Linked DNA regions of Gossypium hirsutum: regions 1 and 3 are each linked to region 2. Evidence: chromatin contacts called from public Hi-C data. All regions are on one chromosome and are shown on one strand. The core of a region is the stretch at or near the end of the contact, and the rest is flanking DNA. Distances in the headings are between cores, read along the strand shown.

Region 1 (2,700 bases), core at 46-2,545, 150 kb after region 2:
TTTCGTTAGACTTACCAAAGAACAAAACACCATCATTGAAAGGCCGTGGATTAGTTCCTAGTAATGTAACCTTAGCAGCAGCTAATCTCTTTGTGTGAAGGTTCCCCTTCAGATGATCAACACCGAATCACTATAACATGGTGCAAGGCACAGAGTGCAGAAGAAAATGAACCGCTTCCGTTCCTCACGAAGCTCTATATACGTATGCCCTTGTGACCGTACATTATTAAGAGTGGTTCTTGCTAACTGTTCCTTTAAACTACAAGCAATTGTCCGTGGAAATCCTAAGTCCCTCCTTTCTTCCATTTGAATTACAATATGATAAAACTCAAACCACAGTAAATCGACAATTCCACCAAAACTAAATTCAAATTCAAGGCTTTCTTTTTAATTTCTTTTTATGGGCATGTAAAAGCTCTAATAGAATCCAATTGCATAACAACCTGACTTGAAGGTTAAGAATCATTGAAAGCCATAAATTTCAAATTTGTAAGCTTCTTCAACTTCTTCTACACTTGAAAAGGCTGAAGCATTCAGCAATTCCACATGAAAACTTAACAAAAGAAGGGGGTACTTCAGAGAACCTTAAAAATTCGATCCGCCGATTCCTTCAGCAAACAAACTTGTAAATTCTCATAGAATTTCATGGCAGACCCTAATATCTGTAAATCAGTCCTTCGAACTTCTATGTTCCAAGCAAAGAAATAGTTAAAATGTCAAATCAACAAATTTCCCAAAAACAAAAAGTAACACTAAAAATAAAAAAGAAAAAGAAAATTTAACAGCCTCCAACTAAATATATTCGTGGAGAACTCTGTATCAAATTCTTAGCAAACCGGCGGGTTCGAACAGCGGCAAAGTAAACATGGAAAGCCACGGAGTGAATAGAATGTGAGCTGCTAGAGCGAGAATCCTCCATGTCATATCCATTTTTTTTCAGAGCAGCAAAGCTAAGGAAAAAACAATTAAAGAAGAGAAAGATTGAATTAAAAAGAATAAAGATTACGAAAGAAAGCGAGAGAAAATCAGAGGGAGATAACAGAGTTTTGAGAGGATTATTGTTTGAGAAAACAGAAATTCAATTGTGCTTGCGATGAAGCAAGATTCGAGTGAACGGAAAGCAAGATCCGTCGAAGGGTAGGATGAATACGTGTAAGATTTATGGCTTGCGATGTAGAGCAAGCGATTCTGGTTGTAAGATTATTGAAATGGAATGATGCCAGGAACCACGGGAGAGGGAATTTAATTTTCGGATGCTTGACATCACACCCTTTTTTTAACCCCTGACCAGAGGTCCATCAGTTATTTACGTAATGTAAGGTTTTCTATTTAGATAATATATCCAATGGTATGCCTTCTACATGTCATCCGCATCACCTATAAAATTAATATATTTTAATAAATTAATAATAAATTTAAAAAGTAATATTTTAATCTAAAAATGGGTGGCTAAAATGTCATGTTGCACCCCTTTTTCATGTTCACTTTTACTCTCTCCTTTTTTACTTTGGAGTGATTGTTGTATAATTTTGAATTTCATACCTCTATTTTATAGAAATTTGAAGTTAGTCCATTTATTTTAATTTATCATAATTTGATCATTATATGTTTTCGAAGTTAAAAATTTAGTCAAATTATTTAATATTGTTAAACTCGATCATCAAATTACTTATTTCAATATTAATTGTTTATCAAATTCATGTGAAAAAATTAATAAAATCATCAATTCAACAATTTATTAATTTTCCACGTATAAATTGTTGAATTGATGATTTTATTAATTTTTTTCACATGAATTTGATAAACATTTAATCTTGAAATAAGTAATTTGATGATCGAGTTTAACAATATTAAATAACTTTTAAATTTTGAAAACATACAAAGATCAAATTAAGGTTTTTTACCTCAATAATCTAAAAAATAATAATAATTAAATATCAAAATGAGTCACCCTACAAATTAATTATCAAAATGGGTCATTTGCTATAATATTTTTCGGTGCCACCTAACTAGTTGATGGCACCACATGGGTTTTAAAAAAAATATTTTTTTATTAGTGCCGCTTAACATATTAACAACATCAAACTACAATATAGTTAGTTATTATATTTATCATATTATAAAATAATTATTTTATTTCAACTGGTAAGGTGCGTGGTTTTTAACTTGGTGGCATGACCATATAATTAAAAATCACACACTCTACCACCTAAGTTAAAATAGCTATTTTGTAACATAATAAATATAATCACTAACTATATTTTATTTCAGTGTTGCCAATGTGTTTGGTGGCAATAATAAAAAACTATTTTTTTTAAAAAAAACCTCGTGGTGTCGCCAACCAGTCAGACGGCGTTAAAAAATATTGTAGCAAATGACCCATTTCGATAATTAAATTGTAGGTGACCCATTTTAGTATTTAATTATTTTTTGGAATATTAGGATAAAAAAGCCATCAAATTATAATAAATTAAACTAAATGGACTAACTTCTAATTTCCATAAAATAAAGGTGTGAAATTCAAAATTATATCACAATCACCCCAAATAAAAAAAAAGTCAAAGTCATGGTGAAAAAGGCTGCCCGACAATTTGGCGTCACCCCTTTAGATTAAAATATTATTTTTTTATTTTTATTAAAATATTATTTTTTATCGGTAATGCTGCTTGATGCATTAGCAACACCTAATTTTACTATAAA
Region 2 (2,700 bases), core at 187-2,686:
TGCTACTTCATGCTTCTGGAGTTGCTGCTTCAGCTCTTATATTGGTTAAGTGCCGCCTCTGCCAGAGGCACAACCGGTGCCGCTTCTGGCACCCCCTCCATTCCTTTTTTTTTTTAAATTTTTGTGTTTTTTTTAGACATAAAATTTTTTTAGCAGAAAATGACAGAATGATGTCAAAGGTAAGGTGGTCACACCACTGCCATAGGCGGCACCACCCTAAATGTACCATTTTGGTACATAATTTTTTTGTTGTATTATTTTAATATATATTTTTAATTTTTTTGTCTTATTTTAGTAAAAAAATCCCCCCAACAAGTAAGACCGATGACAAGCCTCTATCATGTTATCTAAGCCTTGCTCCTCAAGTATACTTCAATTTGAATAATAAAGAGCGATTCAACCGTTTCACTCCACGTGACTATACTCTTTTAAAGGGTAAAGATATGACTTTTTACTTGTTCCCATGTACAACATTAATTGTTAGAGTACAAATATTTGGGTGGCCTATGTTGGCGCTTCACATCGCGAGGGTGCGAATTAAACTTAGGATTTGGAAGAGTGAATGGGGTGAAGCCCTAACAGAGTTAGGATTAGATATAAAGTTATTTATTGAAGAATGGAGACTAGGCATGGTTTCCAGCCACTTGAGTTCTTTTCCTTTGGGTACAATGATAATAAAGCAACGTGTGTTAACTTAGGACATTGTTCGTGACTTGGATGAAATCAGTCAGAATCTATTGAATGTGAAGAAATGATAAATATTATCATAAGTTCTTCTAATACATATAGATTGTGTAAATCCTCCGAAATTTATGTTCGAGCTATGTTAAGAAGAAATGAGGGGGTTATGTATAACCAGTTTCTTTATGGTGATTGCCTATTCTAACTAGAAAGCTTAAAAGTAGATATATAACCATATTTATATTCATAAAAATAATAAAAAGTTATTAAAGTAATGCACGTGGATGCGTTCTTAGTAAGAATTTTCTATCATATTAAAATGGGCGTGCCCAATGGAAGCAAACAAATAAATTCAAAAAGAAAAGAAAAAAGAAAAGGCCAAGAGACCACAGTGTAGTGGAGACTAGAGAATCCAAGTTCTCATTGCATCGGCACCGCACATGACATGATGGAGTGTGAAATTATTTATTATTTCTGTCACTATGTTAACCTACTAAATTTGATTTATTTAGTCATTGGGCAATCACAACCGCTCTTCATTTGGTAAACCCTTTACAATAAGTTTCCCGAAAGCCGAGACTGCCTTGGACTGTCTGTATCAGATCACATTATATCATAATGATGATATTATTATTTTGTTTTGTTTACAGGTAGCTAATTTGGTATGGAGGCAGACAAGAAGGTCAAGAGACAGGGCCCATGGAGAGACTTGCTTCAGTTAAGTAGTTTAGGTGTGGAAATCAGGTGGACAGTACAGTTGCATACGTCTCCATCTCATCTGATTTTAACCACCTACCAAGGAACCTAATACCCACACTCTTCCTCCACCTCCTCTCTCTCTCATTGATCTTCTTTCTTTGCCTTATTCTTGTTCAGTTTTTTTTTCTCTTCTCAGCCTTGCTTGTAATTCCTTGCATCGTTTTCTGCTATAAAATTATCACTTCCTATACTGAAAGACTTGCAACTTTCAAATCCATCTGTCTTTCTTTCACTCAACTTGTTATGAAGAGGGATCTGCACTCTCATTTGATTCTAAGGTACCGTACTCTCTCAACTTTTGAACTTTGTTTTAATTAGAGTTAGAGCCAAAAGGGTACCTAAATAAGCAATTTCTGCATTCAGGTTGCTTACATTATATAGAAAGACGATGGGTGGAAATGGGGTATTGTACCCAATTCTTGGATTTGCTTCATGTGTGGCTTTTATTTACATGTCTTTTGGCGACTTGAAGCTTAGTAGTCTCCCTAAGGGACTAAGTTTAAGTTTTGTGGAAAGGAATGGGAGTCGCTTCATTTTGGATGGTAAACCGTTATATGTAAATGGATGGAATTCATACTGGTTAATGGCTCATTCAATGGATGAAAATAGCAGGCGTAGGGTGAGTGCAATGCTGCAAGCTGGTGCAAAGATGGGTCTCACTGTTTGTAGAACTTGGGCCTTAAATGATGGAGGGTATGATGCTCTCCAGATTTCCCCTGGCCAGTTTGATGAGAGAGTTTTCCAGGTATTTTTAATCATCTACGCTTTTTTCTTTCAATCCATGATGATCAGCAACTTTACATTTTGGCAATTATGGCAGGCCTTGGATTATGTCATAGGGGAAGCAAGTCGACATGGGATTAGGTTGCTTCTTAGCTTAGTAAATAACTTGCAAGCATATGGTGGAAAGAAAATAGATGGGAGTATATATGGCGGAGTATCTGTATAATTTTCAGAAAAAAGTCTCCTTGTTGTAAACATGGTCATCCCTGGGTCTTGTTTCTACCTATGTAAGTATATAGCAGTGTTGAGGGTCCGTTCCTTCGGAGAAGTCTTCAAAGTATTGTCCAGTAGGTAGCCGACCCGGTCCCCCAACAACTGAAGTTATTGTCTCTCAAGGAGAGTTTTGTCTCCTGAAGAGGCTCTTGTCTCCTGTGCTTTGTCGAGAGCCAATGTGCCATGAACGGCTACCCCAAGGGACTGGTTCACAGAGCCAGGTCACCCACCAAGAGGCGACATGAGCGCCTCATCCTTGGTAGA
Region 3 (2,700 bases), core at 122-2,621, 180 kb after region 2:
CTTCTCATATTTCGACAAGATAGAGTTAAAATCGCCGACTACGAACCAGGGAATAATGATTGAAGGGATAGTCTCCTCTAAAGATTCCCACAGAAGCGTCCTCTTTATTTTATTTGAACTTCTGTAAATGAAGGCAATAAGAATTTTTTGGATGGGAACTCTGTACAAGGCTCGTGCAAGAATGAAGTGGGGGTGATTTCAGAGAATTTCTAGGTTAACAGAGGAATTCCAGCCAAGCCATATTCCCCCTGAGAATCCTCTAGCTTCAATACGGTGTGAATACTGAAATCCTATTTTTGCAATTACTTCATCAGCTTTGCGACCACTAACTCGTGGTTCTAGTAGACTAACAATGTCCAGCTTGTGTTCCCTATTATATTATCTAAACGTACGAATAAATTTTTCATTTGCGCACCCTTGGCAATTCCACGAAAAAATTAAGATTCTAGTACTCATTAGTAAAAAAAAAATGAGTGTTGTATCAAAGCTTATTTAATTACTGTTTTGTTTCTATGTTGTCTCCTGCTTTCTTTCCTATCCCTACAGGGGCTTCATTTACTAGCCCTTGTTGGACTTGGTTTTGTAGTAATTCAACCATGCTACTTATAGATTCAGATAATAGATTTTTTAAAGGATAAGCCTTAAAAGGATTACCTTTATCTTTGTTGACTTTGAGATTTTTCCCTTTCCGAGCATTCCCTATTTTCGTAATACCACGTGCTGCTGGTATTGCAATTTAGGAAGCTCCTGATTTGCCTCTGTTCTTCTGAGAAAGTCCCTTATTTATAGGTTGATTGTCCTCTTTAAAAAAACGACAGAATGTTTAGAGGCATCAAGAATACCTGCTGTTAGGACCTTCATAATTTCTTTTGTCGTTTGAAAATCTGGAGGAGCGGGGTGTTCTTCAATAGTTTCTCTATTTGATGTCTTAGTTATCCCTTCCAGTAGACTTGGTTCGGTGATGCTTGGCTGAGTCTCATGAGCCTCTGCACCCGTTCTTGGTGAAAGTAAAATTGGAGTATGTGCACTGCCAGCTTTATTTTGTGGTATGCCGACTATTCCTGCTCTTTCTTCCAATGGTTGTTGGTAGCCTGGTCTCTATGGATCTTTGATTAAGGATTTTTGATTACTATCAGGCAGAATTCGTTGTTGTAGGTCGGTTTTGTTGATCGTTTAACCCAACGTAGTGTTGGTCTAAGATGGTTCCCCGATTAATTTCCCTCAATTTAGCCCATCGATATGCTGTGCATTTTGGTCTATATGCATTGGGCCATCCTCTCTCCCTGGGCCCAGTTTGAGCAGGCCTGACTGATCCCGTTCGACGTACATTGTGCCTCCCTCTTCACGGGCTTTAGGGGACCCATCACAGCTAGGTTTTCCAAGACCTGAAATCTTGATGTTCTTTCTCCGTCGACTGCAGCGTTTTCGACTCCTTTCTGTCTTGTTCTTCCGGTTCGTCTTGACTTCTTTTCAACCAACATCCAGGGTCCATACGTCCCTTGGGTAGTGTTTCCTCTTTTGTTATCCCCTTTGTCAATTCCCTGGTTTGTTTTGTCAGGTATGTCCCCTTCACAAATTCCTTCCATCCCCATCTCACTTTTAGGGCAAATTTCCTTTGTGTGCCCATAATGCCCGCATTGGAAGCAGACCGTTGGAAGGTGCTTATACTCAATTCGTTGAGTTGCTCCATTGACAAGAACCTGCGAAATCAAGGGCTTGTCCAAGTTAACGAACACAACCATTCTTGCGAATCTCCCTCTTACACCATTGTCAGTATTAAAATCTAATTTTGAGACTTTCCCGATCGTGGCCCCAATTTCCCGTAAGACTTGCCGTTTATACATGTGCCTAGGAAGACCAGAGAGTCGGATCCATGCCATAACTGTTCTAGGATATGGATGAAACGGGTTAAAGTCAATAGTCCATGGTTGGACAGTTAAGTACTACCCAAAGACTACCCACAGCCCTTGACACAAAACTCTCTCATAATCATCCAGATTCTTGAATTACGCCAGAAAGTAGCCGTTCTCCACATCCATAAGATTGAAAGGCTAAGAGGGTTTCCATAGTGCAGTTACCTTGTTTTGTAATGCATTATAACCTATATTCCTCCTCAACAGTTTTATAACTACCGTGAGTTGCATGTGATTAACGAGGATTTGGGTAATACGATCAGAAAAATTGATTGAAGGGACTCCATTGAGTATCGAGCGTTCCACATCATCTATTGATAACTCAAAATCTTTATCTTCTTCTGCTTCTGTAGCATTGGTTGGTATCTCAATCTGGTAGAATCCTAAGCCCATCAGATGATCTTTCCAAGAGAGAGATTTCCTTGTTTCTTTTATTGTTTCCATGTCGGCATCTCGACTCTCCTCAGAATCCCGTAGTCGAACCTTCTTTGTTGCTGTAGTCGCTGATACGCCTTCATCGTCCCTTTCGTGCTTCGAAGGTTCTTCCATATTTTTTTATCAAAAGATTTTGTCTCTAAAAAATATAAAAATTTTATTAAAATAAATTACAATGATATTAATACCATACAAGAGTTTTAACTTTGAAGCTAATCGAGTCTAATCTATATATACCAGTTTTATAATTAATCCAATTAGTATTTTATTTTTGAAATTTTTAATTTTTTTATATGTAAAAAAAGTCAATGTATATTGAATTTGAGCCAAGGCAACCTATTTCTTGCCACTT

The links. A called contact is a pair of places that touch in the nucleus more often than the background predicts.
Region 1: a contact with region 2 is called in a Hi-C map of leaf, with 2.3 times the contacts expected there. The contact joins two enhancer-like sites. A contact is called at or near these places in 13 of 34 Hi-C or Micro-C datasets (anther, callus, hypocotyl and 3 more).
Region 3: a contact with region 2 is called in a Hi-C map of leaf, with 4 times the contacts expected there. The contact joins the promoter of LOC107894150 here to the enhancer-like site in region 2. A contact is called at or near these places in 2 of 34 Hi-C or Micro-C datasets (both in leaf).

What each region holds. Positions count from the first base shown.
Region 1 is chrA13:11,834,631-11,837,330 of Gossypium_hirsutum_v2.1, forward strand. It overlaps the pseudogene LOC107894148. Among protein-coding and RNA genes, the nearest start is that of LOC107894149, 8.3 kb to the right of the region's middle. Within about 2 kb of position 1,296, at least 9 of the 9 cell types and tissues checked have an H3K27ac peak or open chromatin away from gene starts, as enhancers often do. A contact at or near this core is called in hypocotyl and leaf, where this site is marked.
Region 2 is chrA13:11,688,390-11,691,089 of Gossypium_hirsutum_v2.1, forward strand. It overlaps the pseudogene LOC107894167. Among protein-coding and RNA genes, the nearest start is that of LOC121212989, 6.5 kb to the right of the region's middle. Within about 2 kb of position 1,437, at least 7 of the 9 cell types and tissues checked have an H3K27ac peak or open chromatin away from gene starts, as enhancers often do. A contact at or near this core is called in hypocotyl and leaf, where this site is marked.
Region 3 is chrA13:11,864,745-11,867,444 of Gossypium_hirsutum_v2.1, forward strand. It overlaps LOC107894150 (lanC-like protein GCL2), which reads left to right and starts at 1,372. Exons shown (of 6, transcript XM_016819372.2): 1 at 1,372-2,700.